Linked DNA regions of Mus musculus: region 2 is linked to region 1. The links are chromatin contacts, called in public HiChIP or PLAC-seq maps. All regions are on one chromosome and are shown on one strand. Each heading gives the region's core, a stretch centred on a gene start, on an enhancer-like site or on the middle of the called end of the contact. The rest is flanking DNA. Distances are from core to core; before and after follow the strand shown.

Region 1 (5,345 bases), core at 1,144-3,643:
AGCCTGGTCTACAGAGTGAGTTCCAGGACAGCCAGGCCTATACAGAGAAACCAAAGAAAAAAAGAAAGAAAGAAAGAAAGAAAGAAAGAAAGAAAGAAAGAAAGAAAGAAAGAAAGAAAGAGGGGAAGGAAAGGAAGGAAGGAAGGAAGGAAGGAAGGAAGGAAGGAAGGAAGGAAAGAAGGAAAGAAGAAAGCAAGAAAGACATGTTTCTTCCTTCTACTTGGGCAGTAGCTGGGCTATTAGTTGGCATAATGTCAGTACTGCGTGTCTCAAGTAAGAGGGAGACCTGAGAAGGGGCAGAGAGGTGGGGAGGGAACTGGTTGGTGGAGCAAGTAGATCACACACAACACTCCTCCGTTGACTTAGCTGCTTCTAAAATGAGAACCCATGACATCCCAGAATCATCAAAGACCAGCAAGTAAATATCACATTCACATATCTAACAATAAAGGGAATTCATGGAATATTGACAAAATTATAAGAATGTGATACAGATAGCTGGGCATGGTGGCACATGCTCTTCAACCCAGCACTTGGGAGGCAGAGTCAGGCCTGTAAGTTTGAAGCCAGCCTGGTCTACATACTGAGTACCCCTCACAGAGAGATCCTATATACATTTTTTAAGTGACTTGGAGACACAAGGAGAGCATACCATTGGGCAATTAGCATTGATGGAGCAATTTGTGTTTGTTTTATGTTGTAGAGTGCTGGGTCTTGTGAGTGCCAGACAAGTACTTTCACACTCAGTGGCATTTCCTGCTCACTTAAAGACCTGTTTGGTTTGGGGCCATAGAAACATTTAAGCTGTAAAAGTGTATTATCTGCAAAACACAATAAAATGTGAATTAGGTATGAATTCCTTTCCTCCATAAAAATGTAAAATATGTTAAAATACACAAATGTAAAGCCATTCTTTGGTGCAGGTGGGATGTTAGGGGAAAACCTTAAGTCAATCACCATATAAATCATTTCCTATTCCCTGGGGAAACATTCAGTGTCATTGAGGCCAAGATAATCCAGATAAAGCAAAGAGATCAGAAGTCGGTATTTATTGACATTCTAACTACTTATTAGAATACAGTGTTCTAAGTCTTCCAGGGGGACATCAGCAAAGTGCTCACAGGACTTTCATAGGAAGTAAATTTTAGCCTTCATACAAAGTGATTAAAGAAGGCTCTAAGGGGAAAGAATTTGACCTGGAAGTTAGAAGGTAGGTTCCTGAAGCATAGCAATGACTCCTAAGGGCCCTGATACAGAGAACAGTACGGGCACACCCACAAGTTACTAGAAAGCAAGTTTTAAAGAGGCCGTGTCTAGGGAGTGGCTACCAAATGTGAAGGCAAATCCCTTCTAGAAGGTACTAAGTCCATTCTGGTGGGAAATGCATTGATAATTGGACATTATGCTCACTGCAAGTCGACATCTTGTACCTCTCTCTTAGAGTAGGAACCCTGACCCTTTGAAATAATTAGCATCATGTGTGTAAAGAATAAATTACCAGGGTTCAAAGACAGGTACACTAAATTCAGTGGTTAAAAGATATGTATCCTTCTTAGCTCTATCGACATAAATGGAACCGAGAGTAAAGAGCACTTAAAATAGGAAGAGACTAGGAGAGGTTGCAGTTCTCTCGGGAAAACTCTGTCTTATGTATAGATTTGCAATGATGATCATGGTCCATTTGCCCTTCCTGGCCTTGGTCATGTTACTTTATTGCTAAAGGTTCATCTTTCTTTCCTGAGAGTTAGGGGAAAGAAATTCTGCACACATTGAATGTTTGTGTTGAAACGGGAAGGTGTCTTCTGCCAAAAAATTAAGAATCTTTGCTCCATTCCCTTCTGTGTTTTTATCATGCCCCATCACTTCTTCTTAACAGAGGCCAAGACACATTAGTTGCTATTCAATTGCTGTGATAAAACACCATGACCAAGGCAACTTATTTTTTAAGAAAGTATTTAATTGGGCTCATAGTTTCAGAGGTTTGGAGTCCATGATGGTTGAGCAAAAGTGTGGAGGCGGGAAAACCTGGAGCAGCAGCTGAGAGTGAATAACTTAGTCTAGAAGCAAGAGGCAGAGTGAGAGAGACCACACTGGGAATTGTGTGACTCCAGGAGCCACACCTTCTTCAAAAAGGATAAGTCCCTCTCCCATCCTTCCCAAATACTTCCACTAATTGGACATCAAGTATTTAAACATATTAGCCTATTTGATGCCATTTTCACTCAAACCATCACACAAGACAATTTGCTGTATCACAAGATTGATACCAGACTCCACCCCCAAGTGCCCCCACTATTGTAAATAGTATTGATTTGGACTAGTGAGACACCCACCTGGATGAAGGCTCAGCCACCCATCCTAAAGAATGTTGATAGTTACTATGATTCAGATATGATTCACCACCCAAGAGTTCAAAGGTTTTGGGTTTGGCCCTCGGTGACTCAAGGTGGAGGTTGGACCTCTGTCTAGGGATTTTGAGGTGCTGCTTTTGGAAAGAATTAAGGCCATTTGTCTTAGTCAAGGTTTCTATTCCTACACAAAACATCATGACCAAGAAGCAAGTTGGGGAAAAAAGAATTTATTCAGCTTACAATTCCACATTACTGTTCATCACCAAAGGAAGTCAGAACAGGAACTCACACAGGGTAAGAGCTTGGAGGCAGGAGTGGATGCAGTAGCTATGAAGGAATGCTGCTCACTGGCTTGCTTCCCCTGGCTTGCTCAGCTTGCTTTCTTATAGAACCCCAAACTATCAGCCCAGGGATGGCACCACTCAAAATGAGCCCTTCCACCTTGATCACTAATTGAGGAAATGTCTTACAGCTGGATTTCATAGAGGCACTTTCTCGAGAGAGGCTCATTTCTCTGTGATAACTCCAATTTGTGTCAAGTTGACACACAAACCAATCAGTACCCCATTCATACAGGATCCTGAGTTAGTTCTCATGAAAACGAGTTAGTATAAAATCTTGATCCTAAGGGCTGCCAAGATCACTGAGTGTTTCAGAGTACTTGCTGCTCTTTCTGATGGTCCAAATTTAAGTTGACAGCATCCACATCAGGCAGCTCACAACCCTATGGATTTCCAGTTCTTAGGAAATTCCTTCTTCTGGCCCTTACAGGAACCCATATTCACAAGCACATACATGCGCACACACATATGCACACATATATGCACATAAATAAAAATAAAATAAATCCTAAAAAAATAAAAGTCTTGATCCTGTTCTCTAAGTCACTGAGTTTCTCTCTAACCAAACTATCTCTCCCTTTCACATGAACTCCTGCCATTCTGCTGCCATCTGTGGTAAGGCATTGGCCAAAGCAACTGAACACCAATGCTGTGCCATCGAACTACTAGAACGATACGTTAAATAAACACACTTATTGTATAATTTCTCCAGGCTTGGGCATTTCATTACAGTAACAGAATCATATTAATGCAGCAGATCTCAGGAGACACACCAGTGTATACTTTGAAGTGACACTGGATATATTCTCAAGATGTTATATGTCCATCAAGGGTTGAGCTTCCCCATTGAACTTAGGTTTCAGAATGCCAGGGGGTACCCCTGTTATGGAGTTACTGATGAACTGAGGGGAAACACTGTTTTGGTATCAATAAAGAGGACACAGACCAGTGGTTCAAGAAGATGCTGAGTCACATCGGCTGTGTTACTCATTGTTATGTAGACCTGGCCAAGCCACTTGTTCTCTAGGTTTCAGTCTCCCTGTTCATAAAACTAAGGACTTAATTGGACCACTTTACTCTTTTAGGATCAATATTGATTCTTATTTGTTGCTGTTTGGGTTTTTATCATTGTAACCTTATAAATCTTTTACTTGATCTTTTCTATCCAGTGGCTTGGGAAGATATGGTTATTAAAAGATACAGTACTTAAACATTTTCTTATTCCTCATTTAAAATGTGTGAAAATATTTCCCATATTAGCCTTCCCTAAAGATCATGACTTTAAGCAGTGGGTGGTGCATGTGTTTAATCCCAGTATGTGAGAAGCAGAGGCAGGTGGGTCTCTGTAAATTCAAGGACAGCCTGGTCTACAGAGTGAGTTCCAGGGTAACCAAGACATAGAGAAACTCTTGTCTTCAGAAAATGAATAAAATAGATTGTGACTTTAAAAACATATAATTGAACTTCAATACACAGAAGGCCTCATGCAAAGCATGGCATAACACATAATAAACAGGTCATTGTCCAGAATGACCAAGAGTCAAACATAATTAAAGTGATGTGATGCTGGAATATTGCTAAGAGCTGACAGAGGACTTTACTTAAATCAACTCATTATAAGCAGAACAATTCAGTCTTCTGCTTCTAAATCCACATGCCTTTCTCCCTTTGTCCTTAAAATGCTTAACCTTGAATTAGGGCTTACAGATAGACTAATGCATGTCTATGTTCATCTAAAGATTCAGAGCTGGGATCCACAATAAAAGCAGACGTGTAGCATTAGTCTTTCTGGGTCTGTGTGAGCTCATTCACTACATTTTCTAGTCTGATCCATTTACCTGAAAGTTTTATGGCTTCGTTTTTATTTATAGCTGAATAGAATTCCACTGTGTGTGTGTGTTCCACATTTTCATTATGCGCTCATTGGTTAATAAATATCTAGGCTGCTTCTGTTTCCTCACTACTGTGAAGCCAGCTGCAATGAACATGGGTAAGCAGGATTTCCTCCATTGGATAGAGTCTTATGGGAAGACGCCAAGGGGTTTGTCTAGCTGGGTCAGTTGGCAGCCCTCTATCTTCTTGAACATTCTCCCCACTGATTTTGACTGTGGCTTCAAGAGTTTGCAGTGCAAGAGTTTGCAGTCCCCACCGGTAGTGGATGAGAGTTCACAAGCATTTGTTGCCAGTTCTTTTCTTGATCTTTGCCATTCTGGCTGGCATACAATAAAATCTCAAAGCAGTTTTCATTTACATTTCCTTGATTGCTAAAGACAGAAACCACTTAAAGATATTTCTTAGTTATAGTTATTTTTCTGTTGGGAACCATAAAACTTTTAAAAAGTGGGTTATTTGTCTTCCTGATTTGTGTGTGTGTGTGTGTGTGTGTGTGTGTGTGTGTGTGTGTGCCTGTGTGTATGTGTGTGTGTTTCCAATTCTTTCTATAGTCTGGCTATTAGTCCCCTCTTAGATGAAGAGCTAGCAAAGACTAATCACCCACACTCAGGCTTACTCTACACCCAATTGATATTTACTTTCTAATTTTTGCCAGTTTTTGGGCTTAATTTTTGAGAGAATGGTGTCTTATTTAGGAAGTCATTTCTTGGGCTTGTGTCTCTTCGGATTCTTCCTATGCTTTCTCTACAAGTTTGCATAT
Region 2 (5,345 bases), core at 1,590-4,089, 160 kb after region 1:
TGTAGCAGGGAACTTTGCTGTATGCCATCCTACAAGAAGCCTGAACCAAAGTCAGTTATAACTTGTAAAGGCCAACCCCTAGCGACCCACTTCCAATAGTCCGGCCTCACCTTCCATGACTCCACAAACTTTAAAATAGTAGCACAAGCTGGAACCAAGTATTCAAACTGTAAGCCTATGGGAGGGGGGGACCTCCACATTCAAGTCTTCATGCAAGCCAGATTCTTCATGGAAGTTTGGCAGGAGAATGTTCCATGTCTTTCTGACCTGCTTGTGTTGTACCAATGAAAACCAAAAGCACTTTGGGGTGTTTTTGTTTAGGAGATCAGCAACCTAGGATGTTGCTCTGGGCAACTTTTACACATGTCATTTCCAGGCTTCTGTTACCAAACGGACCAAAAGGACAGGAACCTGGTGATGCTGACTTTAGACATCAATTCATGTGTGTGTGTGTGTGTGTGTGTGTGTGTGTGTGTGTGTGTGTGTGTGTGTGTTTTAAATCTATGACTGCTAGAGTCACCCAATCACATTGAAATTGATTTTTAAGATGTTGCAGGTGTGCTTCTATTCCTTAAGAAAATACCTCTGGATTTTCTAGTAAAAATGTCTGCCGGCTTTATTTAGTCAAGTTTCTTTCTCCCTTCTTTTCTTTGACAATGAAAGCAGGTTTGGTGCCAACACTCAGATCTGGCAGATGTTTGATGACACATGTTCCTGATAAATGTTGATTACATAAGTTCATTCACGCTAGCTACCATAGCTTTTGAGGCCTCGCTGCTACTTAATATAAACTCTCCTTGGAAACCAGATGTCCGACACACGCCACAACAATCTATTTTATTCATCATTCCTCTGAGTCCTCTGAGTCCTCTGGGTCCCCTGGGTTCTCTGGGTTCTCTGGGTCCTCTGGGTGTCTGGTTCATTGAAGCAGGAAAAGATCCTGGTACCCAGATCCTGATTCTGCCATAAGTGAGCTGCGTGGACCTGGGAAGGCCACTTTATTACTCAGAACTTTAGGTTGTTCATTTCTAAAATCAAGGGGTGGGAGCTGTAATTGACAAGGTCTCAGATGAAGAGACAGACTGGGGGTGGCATGGGGAACAGTCACAGTGAGGCAGGAAGACTTTATGGCCATTCCTCACTGGGGATGTACTTGAACATGATGGCATTCACTGTTTTTATATTGGTTGTTCTCCAGTCCAGAAGGAGGGGGTTAGCAGCTTGGGGCTGGAAGGGATGCAGAGAGGAGTGACTGAGGAGAGCTAGGCTGGTGAGATAGACCTGCAGACAGCATTATTACTGCCCTAGCTTTGGGATACTATTTCTGTGACTGCTAAAGGGAAAGGGCCTTCACAATACTGAAAGAGTAAAATCCTGGAGTGTGGGGGAGGGTCACTAAGCACATTTTCAACCTCAAGGCTATTCTAGATGACTCACTTGGAAGCTTTAATTTTTATGACAGATTATTTTTTTAGAACAGTATTTTTTAGGGGTTCAAAAAGCTTGCATGTAAAGAATTCCAAAGCTGAATGACCATCCAGAGACTACCCCACCTGGGGTTCTATCCCATATACAATAACCAAACACAGAAACTATTGTGGATGCCAATAAGTACTTGCTGACACTCTGCCAATGCCTAACAAATACAGAAGTGGATGCTTATAACCATCCATTGGACTGAGCACAGGGTCCCCAATGAAGGAGCTAGAGAAAGGACCCAAGGAGCTGAAGGGGTTTGTAGCCCCATAGGAGGAACAACAATAGGAACCAACCAGTACTGCCATAGCTCCCAAGGACAAAACCAAAGAAAACACATGGTGGAACTCATAGCTCCAACTGCATATGTAGCAGAGAATGGCCTAGTCGGTCATCAAGGGGAGAAGAGGCCCTTGGTTCTGTGAAGGCTCTAAGTCCCTGTGTAGGGGAATGCTAGGGCCAGGAAGAGTGAGTGGGTAGGTTCATGAGCAGGGGAGGAGGGAAGGGGTAGTGGGTTTTCAGAGGGGAAACCAGGAAAGGGGATAACATTTGAAATGTAAATAAAGAAGATATCTAATTTAAAAAGTTAGGAAACTATGAAAAATAAAAATTAATTAATTAATTAATAATTCAAAGCCAAGTGTTCTAGTAGTCCATAAGGAGTCATGCTGCAGGCTCTTCCTGATGATACTCTGCATACATTCTATCATTTGCTCTTCAAAGCCAGCCTGGGAAATAAAGTGTCAGGAAGACCTTCCTTTACCAGGTGGTAGAAAATCAAGATGCTAACTGGCCGAGCCACTGGTCAAAAACCTCAGGTAGTGGAGATAAGGCTGTGTGTTAGCCCAGAACCCTCACTGCTACCCGGAACTATCCGTTACTACTATGCTCCCAGGCATTCTTCACTGCCCAGGACAACATCCTTTAGCCTCTGGCAGCCAGCTCTGAAGGCCTGGATCAGGGTCATGGCCCCAAGTTCCCCAGACGAATGGAGTGGCATAGATCACCCAGAGCAGCAGGAGAGCCTCGGGTATCAGCTGACTCGCTCACCTGACGTTGTCGGCTCTCTGATGCTCTGGGAGCCAGAGCTGGCAAAATGAGCTCGGGAACCCTCTCCTGACTTCTTATTCTTCTAGAGACTTGGCATTCAAAAACCAAAGAGATTTCCACAGGTCCATCGCCACAGACGTGATTAGGAATTATTTTGTGAAGCCACCTACTAATCCTGCATCCTACTGGCCAAGGTTGGGCAGTTAACAGTTTCTTTAGGGACTTCCATTAGCCAACCTAACCGATAAAGTCCAGAGGGACTAAAGCAGAAAGAAATGTGACGGCCTATGAGTCACTCAGTCTCGACCTTCAGCATGTTTTGAAAACGCATTGTGAAATGCTTTCCAATCAATACAGCGCTGGGCAGTAACAAGGCTGGGTGGGGGTTGTGCAAGAAGGGAAGCGGACCATTTATGCTGGGTCATTTGAGAGGCTCCAAGTTCTTACTGAGAGAAGGACCTAAAAACACAAGGTCCCCATAACAGCGTTTAAACGGAATCACAGAAAACCAAGCACCAACAGGGAACAAAAGTGGACACCTTTCTTCTCGGCAGAATAGCGAAATGGGTGGCTTATATTTACACCCCCAAGCTAGAGAGTCTATTCCTTCCTGTCAAAGTCCAAGACTGGTGTTAACCCCAAATGGCTGCTAGACGCTTCCATGCTGCCGACAGCAGCCTAACCTTCAGGCATTGCGAGCAAGTGAGTGATCTAGCAAGTGTCTGAGGTGAAGGAAGCAGCTGGTGAGAGGCAGGTGCACAGAACGCGGAAGCTGAAGATGGCTCAAGGTCCACCTGCCACTTGCAAGGCCTCTGACTGTGGGAGCAGTCACATTCCCTGTCAGACCCTTTTCTTTCTACCAAGGAGAGAAGGCATCTGCCCCATGGATCACATGAAACTTGAAAGTGATGAGGGCCATGCAGACTCTTTGCAAGCTCCACATGCACACAGAGGACTATTATTAGTGGAAACCCATCAGCATGATTTTGCAAAGGCAGATGGAAAGAATTTCCCACTTAAAGAATGGCACTCAGGTATGACTTTGTGGTTAGAGGCCAAAACCAATCCTGAAGATGAGCCTGTACACATGACAGAGAACATTTGGGTACCAGTTGGTGCCAGGCTCAATTAGTTGCTAGCTTGGGTGCCTGGGAAATGCTTAACAACTGTTTCTACAGTGGTTAAAAATAAATAAATAAATAAAAATATAAGATTGGCTGTAAGTATTTGCACCACAGCGCTATTGAGGCCACAATATCAGTAACACGGGGTAAGGAAAAAAGGCCCACAGCTGGCCCACACGTGTAAGTACAGCCAGATCAGGCTCTGCTCCCCACTAGAAACATCTGAAAGATTAGTTGGTACAAGTACTTTGAAAGCCCATTCGACTCATGCCACCTGAGTTTTAACAAACAAAGCCGCTCCATGTCTTCCTCTAAAGCTTCAAATGAGAATTCGTACTTTTATTTAAACTTGTCCTGGTCATTGTTGCAGAGAATCTTAACTGTGTCTTTGTCAAAATTGTTGGTTCCTAAACCACAAGCCTGACATTGTGCGTATGTGTGTGGAGGAGGGGGGAGGGTCAGGGGAACCCTTGGTTTTCAAATCTAAGGACTGAAGAGTTGATCAAACAGGATAGGATGGAACAGTACAGGGAAGAGGAGAAAAGTCTGGGACCGATTATTAGCAGTCTCAGCGGTGACACTTGTACGGGTGGCCTGTTTTCTGAGGCCCAGATTCTATCTGTAAAATGGGAAGTGCTCTCTGCCTTTGCCTCACTCCCAGCGCTACAACGGAGACTTAAGCGCTAGCGCAGGGGCAGGAGTTCTGAAACCAGCAACCTTGTGTTGGCTTTGAACTGTTGTATATTTACTTGGATATTATTACTCAAACATGGATTTGATTTCTCAGCTTCAGAACTGATGATAAGTAGGACTCGTGCTGGGGCAGACAAGCCCTGCCCCGCAACTCAAATCCTATTTCTGGAGGCTGGGCCCCTGTAGAGTGTCTGCAGCTAAGTATAGCTGTGCTCAAGAAGGGCTGTAAGACCCACAGAACAGCCCCTGAGGGCGATAGGGAAGCGGTACTGCCCAGGGCTAAGGGCCATTGGGAACTGCTTTTGCCCACAAGCCTTCGCACCAGCAGTGATCCGTGAAGGTTAAAAAAACAATGTTCAACCCAAACTCTGTCAGACAGGACTTTATCACAACTACCAAGAGCGGGCTAGGGTCCCAGCCAACATTGAAAAGCATTATGGGGACCTGGGAATCTGTATTTTAAATAATTGTCCATATTCATTTACTTACAAGCAGTACTGAACAAAAAAAGAAAAAAAAAGTCCCTTTGTGTGCTATGAAACCTGATGGAGTAGACCGAAAGAAAGATTCTCTATTGATTGGCGCAAACACTCAGTGAGAAGCAATGCCTGTTGGGGGAGACCCTGCCTGTGCCTTGGGAACCCTCATAACACACTGCTAGACTAGGCTTCTTTGTCCTTCATCACTAGCAGATTGAGGTCTCTGTCCACCCAGCCACACACAAGGTGGTCAAGTCCTAGGGAGGCATAGTCGATCTCTGTGAAGGACTTCTCCTTGCTGCCTAGCTTTTACCAAGCGTCCTCCGAGAGACAATTAGGACACATCTATCTAAAACACTGTCCATTCACGAGTTCCGCTGGTCACCTTAGAGGAAAGTTCTGTTAATCAATGCAATGTGTTTTATACCTATCCTAACAGACATCCTGCCAAAACTGTTCAACCTCAGTTGGGTGTGGTAGGGTAGCACATGCCTTTAAACTCACAACTCTGGAGGCCACGCTA

The links. HiChIP or PLAC-seq counts read pairs in DNA pulled down with a chosen protein or histone mark.
Region 2: a contact with region 1 is called in an HNF4G HiChIP or PLAC-seq map of pancreatic cancer cells. The contact joins two enhancer-like sites. A contact is called at or near these places in 3 of 484 Hi-C or Micro-C datasets (liver and nephron progenitors), 2 of 115 datasets of contacts at active chromatin or transcription factors (bone marrow-derived macrophages and pancreatic cancer cells) and 1 of 9 other capture datasets (embryonic stem cells).

What each region holds. Positions count from the first base shown.
Region 1 is chr16:24,035,273-24,040,617 of GRCm38.p6, forward strand. No RefSeq gene overlaps it. Among named protein-coding and RNA genes, the nearest start is that of Gm46545, 45 kb to the right of the region's middle. Within about 2 kb of position 2,394, at least 12 of the 459 cell types and tissues checked have an H3K27ac peak or open chromatin away from gene starts, as enhancers often do. A contact at or near this core is called in pancreatic cancer cells, where this site is marked.
Region 2 is chr16:24,197,107-24,202,451 of GRCm38.p6, forward strand. The region is part of intron 1 of Gm31814 (a long non-coding RNA gene); the gene reads right to left. Among named protein-coding and RNA genes, the nearest start is that of Gm32126, 40 kb to the left of the region's middle. Within about 2 kb of position 2,840, at least 76 of the 459 cell types and tissues checked have an H3K27ac peak or open chromatin away from gene starts, as enhancers often do. A contact at or near this core is called in pancreatic cancer cells, where this site is marked.